2 separate regions of the Ovis aries genome follow, and region 2 is linked to region 1. Evidence: chromatin contacts called from public Hi-C data. All regions are on one chromosome and are shown on one strand. Each heading gives the region's core, a stretch centred on a gene start, on an enhancer-like site or on the middle of the called end of the contact. The rest is flanking DNA. Distances are from core to core; before and after follow the strand shown.

What was found. A called contact is a pair of places that touch in the nucleus more often than the background predicts.
Region 2: a Hi-C map of hypothalamus shows a contact between it and region 1, with 3 times the contacts expected there. The contact joins two enhancer-like sites. A contact is called at or near these places in 3 of 16 Hi-C or Micro-C datasets (hypothalamus, liver and skin fibroblasts).

Annotation. Positions count from the first base shown.
Region 1 is chr7:78,144,102-78,151,943 of ARS-UI_Ramb_v3.0, reverse strand. All of the region lies in intron 7 of RAD51B (RAD51 paralog B), which reads right to left. Among named protein-coding and RNA genes, the nearest start is that of RAD51B, 390 kb to the right of the region's middle. Within about 2 kb of position 4,788, at least 29 of the 54 cell types and tissues checked have an H3K27ac peak or open chromatin away from gene starts, as enhancers often do. A contact at or near this core is called in hypothalamus and liver, where this site is marked.
Region 2 is chr7:78,524,234-78,532,075 of ARS-UI_Ramb_v3.0, reverse strand. No RefSeq gene overlaps it. Among named protein-coding and RNA genes, the nearest start is that of ZFP36L1, 180 kb to the left of the region's middle. Within about 2 kb of position 3,410, at least 26 of the 54 cell types and tissues checked have an H3K27ac peak or open chromatin away from gene starts, as enhancers often do. A contact at or near this core is called in hypothalamus and liver, where this site is marked.

The sequences.
Region 1 (7,842 bases), core at 3,539-6,038:
TTTAAGGATGTGAGAAAATACCTGAAGTAAACTGTTAAGTAGAAAAAAATTGGACCAAAACTACATACAGCAGCCTATCAACTTTATAAAAATACAAATACACTGAAAAGAGAATGGAAGTAAGGCGTCTCTGGATAGAGGGTTGTGAGTAAGTGATTTTTATATTCTTCTTTATATTTTGCTGCCTTTGTGAATGGAGAATTTGACCAAGTTTACAATGGGAAACATTTCTTTTTAAGAGACAAATAAAATAACACTGCAGTATTGCTTGGAATAGTGAAAAATTAAAAGTCCTCTAAATGTCCATTTATGGCAAATGGGTTAGAAACATGCATATATTCAAATAACTTCATAAGCAGCTGTTATAAAAGAATGAAGTATATTTTTTCTGCCATGTTTTAACATAGAAAGAAACAAGTTACAAAACAGTTAAGTATAACCTCATTAAAAATATTATGTATATTTCTTCACTATTTGCCAAAAGATGCATGTGTGTGTGTGTGTGTGTGTATGATGGAATGAGAGAGGGTGGATGAGAAGCAGGAGAATAAATTAGGGTCTAAGGGAGTATACTGCATTTCCAGAGTCTAAGATAGGATCACATTTAAATGTATATTCAAAAATACATATCCAAGCTAGATTCACATCATTTTATATGGCTTCTATTTCACCATCATATAATTTTTCAAGATCAAAATTTGAGGCCCTACACAATTTCCAAGGAAAACCAGGACCTCATCGGGGTCTGAAGCTCAAAATGTCCACAGCTAAAATACAATAAACAATTTTTTTTAGACTACAATTTGCTTTCCAGGTGGCACTAGTCGTAAGGAATCTGCCTGCTAATGCAGGAGACACAAGAGACGATGATTCGATCCCTGGGTTGGGAAGATCCGCTGTAGTAGGAAATGGTACCCCACTCCAGTATTCTGGCCTAGGAAATTCCACGGATAGAGGAGCCTGGCAGGCTATAGTCCATGCGGTTGCAAAAGAGTCGGACACAATTGAACACACACCTTTATTTTGCTGTTTTCAAGTTTTAGCTGCTTGCCTGTGAAAGTAAAAGTCGCTCAGTCATGTGCGACTCTGCGACCCATGGATTATACAGTCCATGGCATTCTCTAGGCCAGAACACTGGAATGGGCAGCCTTTCCCTTCTCTAGCAGATCTTCCCGACCCAGGAATCGAACCAAGGTCTCCTGAATTGCAGGCAGATTCCTTACCAACTGAGCTATCAGGGAACCCAGGTCTCCCACAGTGCAAGCGGATTCTTCACCAGGTGAGCCACGAGTGAAGCCCTGCTTGACTATAGGTATATTCAATTCCTTCACGAATTTGAGCCCTCTCTCTTTTGTAGAAGCTGCAAAAGACCTCTTAGAAATAAGAGACTCAGAAAGGAAAGCTATTGGCTATGAAAGACACTCCTTCTAAATTCTCGATAAAAGCCAGTTCTTTCCTGAGCCTTTCAGGTTGTGAAGGCTTCCCAGGTCCATCTTTATGGGCATGAGCCTAAGGCAACATAGCTGAGTGAGAATGGCATTCAGTCACAACAGACACTGGTGGTTTTCCTCTAACATTAGAAAATGAAGAATTTGTACATAAATATATTAGCATCTCATTTTTAAACAGCATCATTCTTTCTTGTCATCAAAAACAGTACTTCACACTTTTATAAGGATGGAGCTGAAAAAAGTACAGACCTAAAGTCTGAAGGAAAAATTCAGTAGGAAAATGAGCAAAGTTGTTGGGTCCAGCAGTCATGGAGGCAACTGAAGTGAGCTGGTGTACATGGAGGAACTGATGTGGTGCTCACAGGACACTTCAGAGAAGAGAGTCCATCATGGAAAAGTGTCTTCTTAAAACTTTTTTTGTTTTTCTAACATTAGAGTCAAATGACAACTCCTTCACATTCCTCCAAAAGCTTCCATAGGTTTTAAGCTATTTACTAGCATTTTAAAGAGAAAAGGCCAGGGTCCTCTCCCCTTTTGCAGCTACACTCCCTTTAAAAAACAAAAAAACACATGCTTGGCTCTTTCACCTTATGCTTTTAAGAAGGAATTTTAATGGGATGGAGCTTCTCGTGGTGCACACACTTAGGAGGGAGGAGCAGAATAGTAAATTATACCCTGCAAAGATTCTGAGCCCACCGGCCACTGCCAGTGATGTCCTGTCCATAAACATAATCTGTCTCTAAGAAAGGGAAAAAAAATGTCCTCCTTGAAAGGTACAGCAGAGAGAAGATGAATTACTTTTCTTCAGGATCCGTCATATAAGAACCAAGGGCTCGTCAGTGACTGCAAACAGCAGGGCTGTGACAACTAGTCAAAGACACACTTTTTTTTTTTTTCTCCCAGCATCTCTCTTTTCTCTGGAAGCATTTTCCTCCCAATTAATATAAGTTATGAGGCTGCACTGGAGATATCCATGAACTGACACTCAAGAACATTACTTGGCTTTATTATGTTTGAAAATCAAGGCAAACTGACATCTCTGGCTTGTATCCATGAAGGGGGAGGCGCCAGAGCCTCTGGTCACCCTTTGCCACAGTCCAGCCACTGCACTGGGGCTGGGCCCCTAGCTCGCCCCTCCTGTTTTGTTTTGCCAATATTCTACCCTTGCCCCACAAATGCCCCGTAATCCTCAGTTGTATCTCATTATTTTCTTACTATTAGATCCCAGTCCCTCAGGTCTCCGGTTTTAAGATGTTATTTAAATACATGTATAAGGCCCTCAGTGAAGGCTGGTCATCCTAAGGTTATGACCAACCTTGGGCATACCCTCAAGGCCTGTTGCTGGAGAAAATTTGGGGGAAGATCTGGCCTATTTTGGGTAAGGCTTTTCTCCCTATGGACAAAAAATAATAAAACCATGGCCACTGTGCTTTTTTCATTTTGGAAATACAAATCTAGAGAATTCTGTATGATTCAAAAACATCTGATGAAAGGAGCTGACTACATTTTGGTTATGTCTCTGCATCTTGAGCATTATAATGGGAAAACTAAGTTTCTTGACTCAGAAGCAAACATGGAAACAAGCCATGACTCATTTCTGTCATTGTTCTATTCCAGAAACTTAAAAGCATGGCCTGCGTACTGAGGATCCCACATAAACACGCAGAGACACATTTGCTGTTGTCCTCAGAGCAGAAGATATCACTTAATTGAAGGGTATGAGAATAAAACACAGGACAAATGGTGGCAGGGAGTGGGGAGAGGGGGTAGCGAGGAGTGATGAAAATAGCGAAACGATCATAAATAAATAATTCAGAATGGATGCTCAGTACAAAAGTGGAGCCAAGCCAGGCTATAGTTCCGAGGCTGCATCTCGGGTTATTTTGAGCAACACATTTATTCACTAAAGCACCAAAGCAGCTATTAGAGGAAACAATAAAGAGGTCCCTTCCCCCTGGAAATTTGAGTCTTGCTTTGGAATTTTTATGACATTTCATTCTTAACAAACAAGAAGGTCTCACAACCCTCTTTGAGCTTCAAAGCCTCCCCACGGTGGTGGCCTGAGATGGATATCCGTGGCCTGATTTATGTACGTTGTTTCAGGTATTCTCAAAAGTCACATAGTTTATTCTTTATGAACAAGTGGCATCTCTGGAGGGCGAACAAACAAACAAAACCCCCAAATCCCTAAGCTGCAGGCTTGCCCTGATTACTGTGACTCACCTGGGTCCCATCAACAAGGAGCCTTCACGTCACCAATGTCTTCCCTGAAAACTCAAGTCAGGGCCGGCACCCTCAGCTATAAGCTAAAAATACCCTGAGATTCCCAGTTGGAAAGTAGAGTAGGGTGTGGTGGAAGTACGGTAAACTGTAGTCCAGTTCATGCAACAAGTGGGTTCCTGAAAAGTCAAGGTTTAAATACTTCTTTTTTCTTCGCTTTTGTAAATGGAATCATTTACAATTCACATCAGGAAGCATGCTATTTAATGAAAATCCGATTGTGGCTCCAGTTGTAAGGAATGCTTTTATAATTAAAATAAGACCTTTCTGTTTGATCCATTTTACACATTCAGACTTGGTTTCATTGGGATGCCTTGAGGTAGAGTATACTTAGAGTGCTATCGCTAGACTTAAATATGGATTGTTTTGTTACAACGATATTCTTTTTCAGCAAAAAATCCGAAGAAGTATTTCTGCACCCCCAAGCTCATCCCCTTTACAACGTGAAAGGACAACGCCAGAGCAGCTCCGTTTAGCACAGCACATCCTGTGGCTCAGGAGGGGCTCAGGGCAGCAGACACTTCCAGCACTGCGACTCGGGCAGAGCAGCATCAGGGGGAAGAAACAGAGGCAGGGTCCCACAGAGCACGTGGCAGCATTTCTAAACCCGCTAAACAGCTGAACCAAGATCAGGCTGTTCTTTCAAAACCAAAGCCCTTCTGTATACCTGAGTTAATGAGGGCAGCATTTTCAAGCTTGGTCCAGCTTGGCCCCTGCTGCCCCTCGGCCACACCCGCCGACACCACTTGGGGACAAGGGCTCAGGCCTCTTTTCCCCAGACCCTCCCTGACCCACTGGCACACAAGGGCAAGAGTGCCAGCGCCACTGGGTGCGTCCATCTAGATTTGCCATTTCACAGCAGCTGCCTGCAGGCCCTGTCTACATGGATGCAATGGGGCATAGAAATTAAAATGCTGGGGAGCTGGAAAAAAAAGGAAAGAGGGAAACCTTAAAGACAGTATCTTGGAAGCATATGTTTTAGAATCACTGCAGCCAGCTCCCTGTCAAGAAAATATTGGCCAGGTTGGTTGGTCCAATCTCCTGCAACCACAGATGGTTTATGCCTCACAGCTCGGGTCCCTGCTCCAAGAGCAGCAAGAAACAAAGGCTATCGTGCTATGTGGTGTAGTAATTCTGCCACCTAGTGTTTCACACGGAAACAAACAAATATCTTTAAAAGTAGATGCAGTGTTAAAAGAGTAAAAAGAACCAAGAACACTGCTAAACTGCATTTTTTCTTTCTTTCTTTCTTAAAAAAAGAGCATCCTTCATTTATGCTGGCATCCTGGGGAGGCATCACCAACAATCACAATAATCCTTTTCTCCTTTGAATGGAAAGACGGGGAACATTAGGTCTCAAGTTCAGGATGTGAAGGAGAAACGAGGATAACCTCAAAAACCCATTTTAATGATTTTTAAAAGGCTGAGTCCCTCCATGGAAGGTAAATAGCACTAATAGAATAAAACAAGCCAGGAAGTAAAAACCATCTGGGCAGGCGCAGTGTAGCCACTATACTTTCTGCCTTAGAAAGAAAAGAAACCAGGGATTGCTCCACAAGGCACTGTCACCTGTGTATGCATGTATCAGGGGGTAATGAAACGAACCGCGGGCTTAGAGTGAAAGCCTGGGTTTGAGACCCAACTCAGCACCCACCTGTGCTGGGTGAGTTACTCTGTATCTCTGAGCTTTGTTTTTCTTTTCTGGAAAACAGTTGTACTTATGCCTGCTTTTCCTACTTTTACAAAACTGTCCAGAGGATCAGTTTGAACATGTATGCAAAGGCGCCTGTCAGCTAGAAAGCACTATGGAGACCATCTCCGCTGCTCTGTCGTACCCTTCCTTGGCTGACAGCATCAGTTACATCTACGGAGCCCTCTGTGTGAAGGGCTTGCATAACCAATTTGTGTTTATTCTCAAATAAGTATACTTCCCAGGTGGCTCGGTGGGTCAACAATCTGCCTGCAATGCAGGAGACTCAGGAGATGCAGGTTCGATCCCTGAGTTGGGAAGATCCCCTGGAGGAGGGCATGGCAACCCTCTCCACTATTCTTGCCTGGAGAATCCCCATGGACAGAGGAGCCTGGTGGGCTACAGACCACAGTGTCACAAAGAGTTGGAGACCAATGAAGCGGCTGAGCACAGCACAAATGTCTTTACGATTATAAGAAGTATTAAATTAGAAAATGTTCAAATAGCTTATGCAACATAGGAAAGTCTCCCCCACTAGAGTAGAGAAGGAATTTGTATTATCGTGTAAAATCAGGTTATTCCAAATGTGTCTCCTCAAAGTTACATTCCCTTGAGAATGATGAGGTTATCTTGATCAGCTGTTTTTACTAAAATCCATATATTTGTCCATGTTCTTAAAGTTATAGAGAATCTGAACCGAAATTTCCTTCTGGGGGCACAGCTTTTGTTGTGATAATAACCCAGGCATCAGGCCATACTAACTAAATGGTATAACTTCAGGCAAGTTGCTTGGAGTTCTCAATTTCAGTTTCTGAAAGCACAAAACGTAAGGGGCAAACAAAACTGCCCCTCCCAGTTCAATGATGAAAAGCTGTTCTTCTGCTTTTGACAGTAAAATTTCAAGAAAATTTAAAGCTCCTGGTAGACCAGCTACAATGTGATCTTCAGAAAAGTCCTAACGGTGTGTAAGTTTTCAATCACAAGATACAAAGGACAGCATCAGGAGAGAGAGCCACTGAGGGATGGGGGGGTGTGTGCCCTCTATCAGAATCTTAAAGCTAATCAGAAACCACCACAGGCTAAAACAAACAGGCTGCGAGAAAATGCTTACCCAGCCACCTACCTAGGCTTTCAAAGTTCCAAAGAAAGACTTTGCTTCCATGTAGCTCCGAAAACACCCTTTGCTCTTTTTAGTAATATTTTTAACAACGCCAAGAAAAGAGTTCTATTTATCCAGATTTCCTCTCTCCCTACCAATGTCAACATTAGCAGGGAGGACGGCAAAAACAGCCTAGAGTTTTCCTGACATGAACGTCAGACCAGAGTCACACGGCAGAGGGGTCAGGCTTGGAACCTGACTGCCAACAGAGGATACAAGTCCTGCCTAGAAAAACCTAGCCATGGATTTCTGTTTCTGAAATCTCAACCACACTGAGTTTACAGGCTCTTCTTCCCATATGGAAGTGCCTTATTTTAAATGTTCCAGGTTCCGTCTCCCTTAGGAGAATTTCGGTGCCTAGTCTTGTAAAAATGCTCAGCCTTTGCTCATTCTTCCCCCCACCACCCCCACCGGCTGCTTGTTTATATGCATCCCGGCACATTTGGGCCAGCAAGATTCAGCCTTCCCCCCCCACCCCACCCCTGCCCCGTCCACTGGAACCTCTACCCCCTGTATCAAAAGGATTTTTTCAGGCCTTTCCAATAATCTGCTGGAGGCCATGGAGACAGATCTAATCAGGGTTTTCATCAATCTTTCTCTCCTGGCCAAACCGAGCCAGGAGGCTAAATGGGAAGGTGCTGGATTCTTTTTTCTCTCTCAAGACACACTTCTGTCCAGAGAGTTAGGACCCACTGTGTGTTCCAGGGAGCTAATATTTTCCTGGGGAAAGTTCAGGGATTTCACATTTGCCCCAAACCAAATACATATGAAGTTTTAAGTCTAAATTCCACAGAGCCTTTTAAAAGGAGGGGCCTAGCCTCGCCTTGGCTTACAACAACCATGAGGGCTTGTTGTAGCTCATTCATTTTGGCAGTTTTCCAGAACAGCTGACAAACTGAAAATAAGCACACTCTGTCTGTCCTCCCCGCTCCTTAAAGCCCCACACCACCTCTCTCTCCCCTACCCACTGCCTAACACCCACCACTCCACGCCTGGGAGTGTAGATACACTCAGCATAACACATAGGTAAACACCACCTCTGCCCTAACTGCTCAGAGTTTAGGATCAACCTTGAACATTCCCCGTTTGAGATTTCAAATGTAAATCATCGTTGGTCTAAATCAGACTGTAACATTAAAGCCCTATTTAATACATGAGAACAGGATTTCACCTTTCAGGGTGGTGTGTCTAAGGTCAAAAAAATCTCGTTGGAGAGATGCCTCCATCCACTTCCAAACTGCCTCTGTGTCTGTCCTTCTCGA
Region 2 (7,842 bases), core at 2,161-4,660, 380 kb before region 1:
TTTTTTTTTTTTTAAAGAGTCTAAGGCGTTCAAGGGGCTTTCCTAGTGGCTCAGACAGTAAAGAATCTGCCTGCAATGCAAGAGACCTGAGTTCAATCCCTGAGTCAGGAAGATCCCCTGGAGAAAAGAATGGCAACCCACTCCAGTACTCTTGCCTGGAGAATCCCAGGGACAGAGGAGTCCATGGGGTTACAAAGAGTCAGACACAACTGAGCGACTAACACTTTCACTTTCAGGGAGTTGAAACGACAGCACTAGGTTGCCCTTGCAAGCACCCATCAACAGTCTCATGCCAAAGAGGTCTTCCCAAGGGTCTACCGGTCCTTCAGTCCCTTGGTCACTTAGCAGACACTTCCTGAGGGCCGCTGAGCCTGGATGCTGAGGTTGAGGGCTCTCCTTGCCCTCAGAGGTCTCCCAGGCAAGCCAGTGATGGTGACACAGTGCGGAAAGAGCAAGGACAGAGAGTGGGCAGCGAGCACGCAGTGAGTGGGCAGGAGCGTGAGCTGAGTCTGCAAGGAAGAGCCGGGAGTCAGCCAGGCAGCCCAAGAGGAAGGACAGCTAATCCAGGCAGAGGGCACGTCTGTGCAACCGTGGAGAGGGGAACGTGCCCCCGCCCTCACCCCAGAGACAGCTGGGACAGGACTGTGATGGGAGCCTGTGCCCAAAGAAGAGGCCCGCCCCGCAGTCTTTGCCTTGGACCCTCCTGATTTTCTGACAGCCAGGCACAAGTGGGCTGAGAAAGCCTCCTGGCATAAGGGCTTCTGCTGAGTCCCCTCTGGCACATCCACTCAAGGCCTGTTCCTGACTTTGGTGCTGGGGTGACCCCCATGGTGCTCGTCTCCATAGGTCACCATCTCCTTTCATACCTAACGCTTTTCTGAGGATCCACTGGTCTCACATGCAAGAGGCAAGTAGCTGGCCTGCACATTCTAAAGGAAGGTTCTGTTCCCAGGAAGTTAGAAAATATTATCACTCTATTTTCTGGATTTCCAGTCTCACGGCATCTCCCTCACCCCAGCTCAGAAAATCTGTTATGAAATCAGTGTAGGTTTAGAATTGAAGAAATATGGTAAATCCTCAAACACACCACCTTTAGATAGAATCTTTGACCTTGTATGTTCAGAATTTCATATATAATCTTTTATTCTTTTCCTTCACGATTGAACACACAGTTGACTGGCTCACATCCAGTGTGCAGTTGATTGAAGCTAAATATTCCTCATGTTCGGCATGCCTAATGATTTCCATCTTTGTCTCAATTATATTAGGTTTATGAGACCTGCACTTCTTATCACTAGCATCAGCACTTCATTTTTCCATTTTCCACTCATTATTATAAAATAATAAGGTTGAAATGCAATAAAATATTTAAATATGTGCACAAACATTGCTGAATGGTCAAAAGGTGACACTGCTGAAATTGAACTGTTGGCTGCCAGGCTGTGTTTCCATGGGATGGCTTGAAATGTTAGTTCATCCGCCAACCTGGGAAAGCTTGAAACCAACATTTGGCTCAAGGAGGAGGGGGTGAGGTGAGGGCTAGAGGTGGTATGGGCCAGTGTTGAATGTACAGAAAAAGAGGGCGGTACCAAAGTCAGAAATACAAACTAAGGGTCATCAGGAATGACCCCACCCTCTGAAGCTCAGTGGGGATATAAATCCTGCCACCTTCTGCCCCAAAGGGCAGGCACTGCCATGCAGTGAGGTTGGTGATGGTTTTTCTCCAAGCGGTTTGTATGACATCACAGATATGCTCCAGCAAACATTCTGACATCTCTGAGGCTGCAGGTACATGAGCGGAAGGGGACTGTAGGGACCCCTATCCTATTTTACAGCTGGAGTGATTCTATACACTCATCACCAGGAGTCAAGTTCTAGGTATCACTTTTCCATACAACTCATGGCAGGCTGGACTGCTGGTGGCAGGGGCCTGCTATCACCTCCAGAGATATGGGGCTTACTGGCAAACAGAGTGATGGAAGGACACTCCATGTTGCTTGAAGACATTCCTCAGCAGACCGAAGAGTGCCTGGAAACAGACACCCAGGGTTTCTCTGCCACTTAGCAACCCTGGCAGCATAGTGTGACTTACATCTCTAGGCTTGAACCTAGTGTGGTCCTTGCAAACTCAGCAGCAGTTCTAGGGGATACACTGAAGAGTGAGTCCTAGACACTCATCAGAGCTGCCTGACACTCAAGAATCTTTTCTCAAAGCTTCTTATCCTTGAATTAGAATACTTCATTTGGAAAGGACTTTTGGAGGAAGTGGTAGGTGAAACCCTGGTCTTTTAGCCCACGACTATCTGGCACCTCAGAGGGGAAAGAAACCAGCGGTGCCTGTAGGAGACTTGACCTCCAGGCCTCTGCCTTGTCTTTCTGAATGGCTCTGGACGACTTCTCTCAATCGCAAAGTTAGAGGGTTGGTTTGCATGAGCTCTAACACTCAAGAGTATTGGTGAACTGAGATAACATGTGAAATGTGAAAATTATAAAGCATGATTCTAAAAAAATAAATCTCAGGAAATATTTCTGGTCTTCACATCTGAGGAATGTGACCAAGGCATTGTGAGACCCACCCTGAAATTCGTAACAAACCATGAAAGGGGTTTTGGGGGCTCCCAGTCAGGCCTAGAACAGCCACATCGAGATCACAGCACCCTTTGCTTCTGAATCAAATCCTCTGAGCCAGTTCCTCCTCCTTCACCTGCCCTGTGGAAGGGTCACAATTTCCTTCCCAGACTCTGAGGGGTCTTGGGGGCTTTGGTCACAAACTTAAGACCAAGCTCACTTTTCAGAATTGCTAAGGCCCACATTTTGTGTTTTGCTTTAAGTTTCCAAGACTTGGTCTGAAAGGCAATGTTTTCCCTGTCATTAAAAGAAGAAAATGGGAAAGAGAAGTGGGTTTTTGACTGGCGTTTTGCAAACCTCCCAGAACACAAGAACTCCTCCTTCTCAGCAGGTAAACAAATACCTGAGCTGGGAAGAAAAACTACCTGGGAGTCTGCAGGGAGCGCCAGCAAGACAAGGGAGGGGCGGGGGTGGGGCAGGGCCAGCTAGCCAGCGAGCTGAAAGCCTACTTTTGTTTGAACCCCATCCCAGTCTTCACTACCTGCCCGTGGGAGGGAGAAGCCTCGCCGGGGCGGGTACGATTTCCCCGAGGGGTCTATTCCTAAAACTGAGCGGGGCACCTCGAGGGCCTGAAAGCTGGGGTGCAGAAAGACCAGGGTAGTGCCTATTCTGGAGCGCCTCTGGGCCCCCAGCTTGGAGGAAGAAGGCATCACCGCCCCCCACCTCCCTCCCCCTCCCCTCGTTCGGGTTGGTTTGCGCTGGAATGCCACGCTTTTCAAAGTGTCTGAGTGATCGGCACTTTCTAAATATACAGCGATGGAGAGATAAGAAACCCAGCGTCTGGCTTCGCGGATTCGTGGCCTTCCTGGCAGCCCCGGGGCTGGGGCAGGGCCGGCCAGCCACCCCAGTGGTTCGGCTGAAACCTCAGCACCTCCTCCCGGGGCCTGCGTTGGAAACTTTGGATTCTGCTCATTCCCAGGGTCCCCAGGTTCCGATCTTTACGTCTGGGACTTGAAAAAAAAAGACGATGAGACACTACCACCCCACCACCACCCCCGCCCCTCGCCTCTTCCTCTTCACCCACCCCCCACGACACAACCCAGGTGACCCAAAAGGCTGAGTCAACTTGGCGAAACACGAGCGTCCCCATCGGGGCGGCCGCCCCCAGCCCCCTTCTCCCCTCGCTCGGCCCCACAATGCGCCCTTGTGCCGCGCCTGCAGCCAGGCCGGGGATTTGGCGCAGGGATGGGGGGAATAACCGTCAGATATTTAAAACAGAGCCGAGGGAACAAAGCAGGTCTTTGTGTACCAAGCAGCCTGGAGCGGGGAGCTGCAGGCGGGCGCGCAAAGTGCTGCCCCAGCGCATGCGCCCAGCGGACCGGCCGCGCTCGGGTTACCCAGAGTTTTCCATCCCGGTCCGCGGAGCCTTCATTAACCCCTTCCCGGGCCGCTCCCCGGGGTCGGCGGAGAGAGAAGCTGGCTTTCATCTGCTGGCCGTTACACGTTTAATTGAAAAAAGAAATAGTCGTTTTCCGTGTTTCTATAGGAAGCACAGATCATTAAAATAAAATGATATACCAGTTGGGAACCCAGATTTTAAATGACCGGGATTTAATGGGACGCTTGGGCCATGTAAAAATCGAGGCATTTCGAAAAGACGCCTTCTTCAGGCGCTAGCGAAACCTTTTTAAAGGCCTAGTTCTTCTGTTTTGTGTATGCTGGGTGACTGGCTGTTTTATTTTCCTGTTTACTGCCACTTGGGATTTGAAAGATATGTTGGTTATTGTCAAGGCCCTGGCTTTTGTTTCGGGTTGTGGGCTGGCCGATGTTTATATATATAAATATATTTTTAAAATAACTAAGTAGAAGTGGAGTGTGCATGGTACAAAGATAAGATTGGGTCACGAACCAAGAAATATAATTCATGCAATCAATGCGCTGGAGTTTCTGAGATAGAAGAGGAAGAAAGATATTAATTATTAAATATTTTGTTGCTTGAGAGGAAGATTATTGAAGAAGTCTCCCAGCTAAGATAGACTAGGAATGACTTAGTGGGGATTGGGTGCACAAAATACCCCATCCTGCTGTATACTGGCAATGATTTCCTCCCTTCCCCCCACCCCCGTAATGGGGGAGTGTCAGGCAGAGGCTGGGAGAAGCTAACTGCAGACTTAGAACTGTGAGTTATTATGCTTGAATTATCCAGATGAATGGGAAAGGCACCAGGTGATCCCAGAGCCTTCAGAATAACGCAGGTTAGATGGAGGCTCCATCAGAGTAAGTCAGGGGGAATGGAAGGCATCAGTGTGGTATCTCATAACTTCTGTGCCGGGACTCTGCTTTAGCTCTCTGCTCTGCCTGTGAACATGCATCTGAGGAATTTATGGCTTTTTCTCTTTCCTTTGTAGCTCAGTTACCAGGTGGTCACAAGAAAGCAAAGAGATTTCTATGTGAGGTCATCTTGGCAACACACTCCCTCATCATCCTTGACCCCTGGGTCTCCAGGGCAACCACTGCTGGGATGTCACTGGCACCAGATTGTGTCCCTTAAAGGCCACGCTGCAGCAAGGGCAGATAAAACAGTTTTGTGGCAACAGTCACGTAGCAGACTCATTCTCAGATGAAGGCTGCTTAGTTAGGATGATGTCAGTGGTTTTTTTCCACTCTCCCTCACGTTCTGAGTCTAGGACAATCTAAGAATGTACCTTGGGATGTGAGGTAAGAGAACAGTGTGGGGAGGGACTTGGCCAAGTATCTTCTCTGGACACAGGGACAAAGTCTCTTTCCTCTCGACTTCCTTAGCCCAGAGCTCATTTCCTCTCCCTCTCCCAGCTCAATAAAAGAATTTTATCTTTATCTGCAGGACATTGTGGTAGACGGTTTCCAAAATGGCAGCCCTCAACCATTTTCGGGCTAGGGTTGGTATGCTGCTTCTCACCTCTTGAATCTAGGCGGACCATAGAGACTTGCTTGACCATTAGAATATGGTGGGAGTGACATCCTGGAACTGTTAAGACTTGGTCATGAGAACCTTGTGATCTCTGTCTGCGTCTCTTAGAACCTTCAGTCCTGACACGCTACCTCTAGAAACCAGTCACCATCCTGTAAGAAGTCCAGGCTACACGGAAAGGCCAGAGGTAGAGGTTCTCTTGTCAAGAACCCTAGCTGAACTCTCCACCAGCATTCATGTCACTGCCAGCTTGTGAGTGAGGATCACGTGGCTGTCTAGCTCAGTAGAGCCTTCAGATGACTCTAACAGGGGCCGCCATTTGACTCTAACTGCAAGAGATTCTGAGTGAGAGCCAGCCAGCTGAGCTCAATCAGCAGGGATGTAAGGGATAGTAATAAATTATTTTAAGTTGCTGAGTTTGAGGGTAGTCTGTTCTGTAGCAATTGGTAATTGAATGGGGATAAAATGCTGGAGAGTGAAAAAGCTGGTTTAAAACTCAACGTTTAAAAAACTAAGATCATGACATCTAGTCTCATCACTTCATGGCAGATAGAAAGGGAAAAAGTAGAAGTGACAGATTTTCTTTTCTTGGGCGCTGAATCACTGCGGATGGCGAAAGCAGCCAGGGAATGAGAGGATGCTTGCTTCTTGGAAGAAAAGCTACGGTAAACCTAGACAGTGTATTAAAGAGTCAAGACATCACTTTGCCAACAAAGGTCTATATAGTCAAAGGTATGGTTTTTCCAGTAGTCATGTATGGATGTGAGAATTAGACCATAAAAAAGGCTGAGCACTGAGAAATTGATGCTTTCGAATTGTGATACTAGAGAAGACTCTTGAGAGTCCTTTGGACAGCAAGGAGATCAATCCTAAAGGAAATCCTAAAGGAAATCAACCCTGAATATTCCTTGGAAGGACTGATGCTGAAGCTGAAGCTCCAATACTGTGGCCATGTGATGCAAAGAGCCGACTCATAAAAAAAGACCTTGATGCTGGGAGAGACGGAAGGCAAAAGGAGAAGAGGGCGGCAGAGGGTTAGATGGTTAGCTAGCATCACCGATTCATTGCACTTGAACTTGAGCCAACTCCAGGAGACAGTGGAGGACAGGGAAGCCTGGTGTGCTGTAGTCCATGGGGTCCAAAAGAGTCAGACACGACTTGGAAACTGAACAACAACAAAATGCTGGATGGAGAGGGAAGACAGAGAGGAGTCGCTTGCGGTAGTGAAGGAGCCCTTCACTTCGAGGGGCTCTAATATAAGTCTTTACCGTTCCCCTGTGTGCTCCCAATGCCACCTTGGCACGCAGCACAAAAACCTTGTATTCCTGCTAATTGCTCCACGTGCATTTGTCTCTTCCATGCCCTGGTGGACATCGTGAAGTAGGATCTTATTTAATTCCTACCCTTCCTAACACTGGCAGATTTGTCAAGCCATTCCCCTGGATAAACTTGGAGAATAACAGTTGGAACAGCAACACAATGTGCTTTGTGGCTTGGCTTTTGCTCTTTCACATGTGATTGCTGATGTCTTTTATCATGGCTGCCAAGGAGGTTACAACTGCCTGGATGGAAGCAAGCCCCACAAAGATGTGAGCCCGCAGGACTCCCCAGGCTCACCTATGGACTTGTATGGATGCCAGGGTCCATGGTGGAGATGCAGGGCTGCTTCTGCAGCACTTGGTGCTTGCTCAGGGTGCCTCCTCACTATACCTCAGTCTTCTAACGAGACCTGGAAGTTCTGGTGCTTCACAATCTGAGTTCGAGCCCCAACTTTATCTCTTATTTGCTGTGTGATCTTGTGCGAGTTGCCTAACTTCTCTGAACCTCGAGTTCCTCATCAGTAAAAGAATAGTGATATTCTTCATCTGTGGGTTGCCTGGGGATTCTGTGAGATCCTGCTAGCAAAGTAAGCATTCTGCTCTATGGCTGGTGCCTGTTGGGTGCTCAGGAATTGTTGGCCCCTGTTGTATGCACTTCCCTCAAGGCATGGGTAGGCTGTGGATGTGCAGTTATCTGCAAGGTCCTGACTGACGTAGCAGGAGTGGTTTTTACTTAGAAAAATCAACAGGGATAATGGGGCTAGAGGAGGGAGACTCACCTGGGAATGAAATTGCCCAGGGTCCTGGATGTTCCAGTCGTCTGCTTCTTGGGAGATCAAGCAGGACCCACACGACACTGACTTGATTTTCCTGGCCGAGATGCTCACATGTGTCCCACCACCCAGAACTGCCCCAGCATACTATGAGTTTCACGTGGCCCTGGGAGCCTTGGCTCCTCTTTCTGAAGCCAGGGATAGACTTGCCCCAACTAATCCCCCCAGGGTC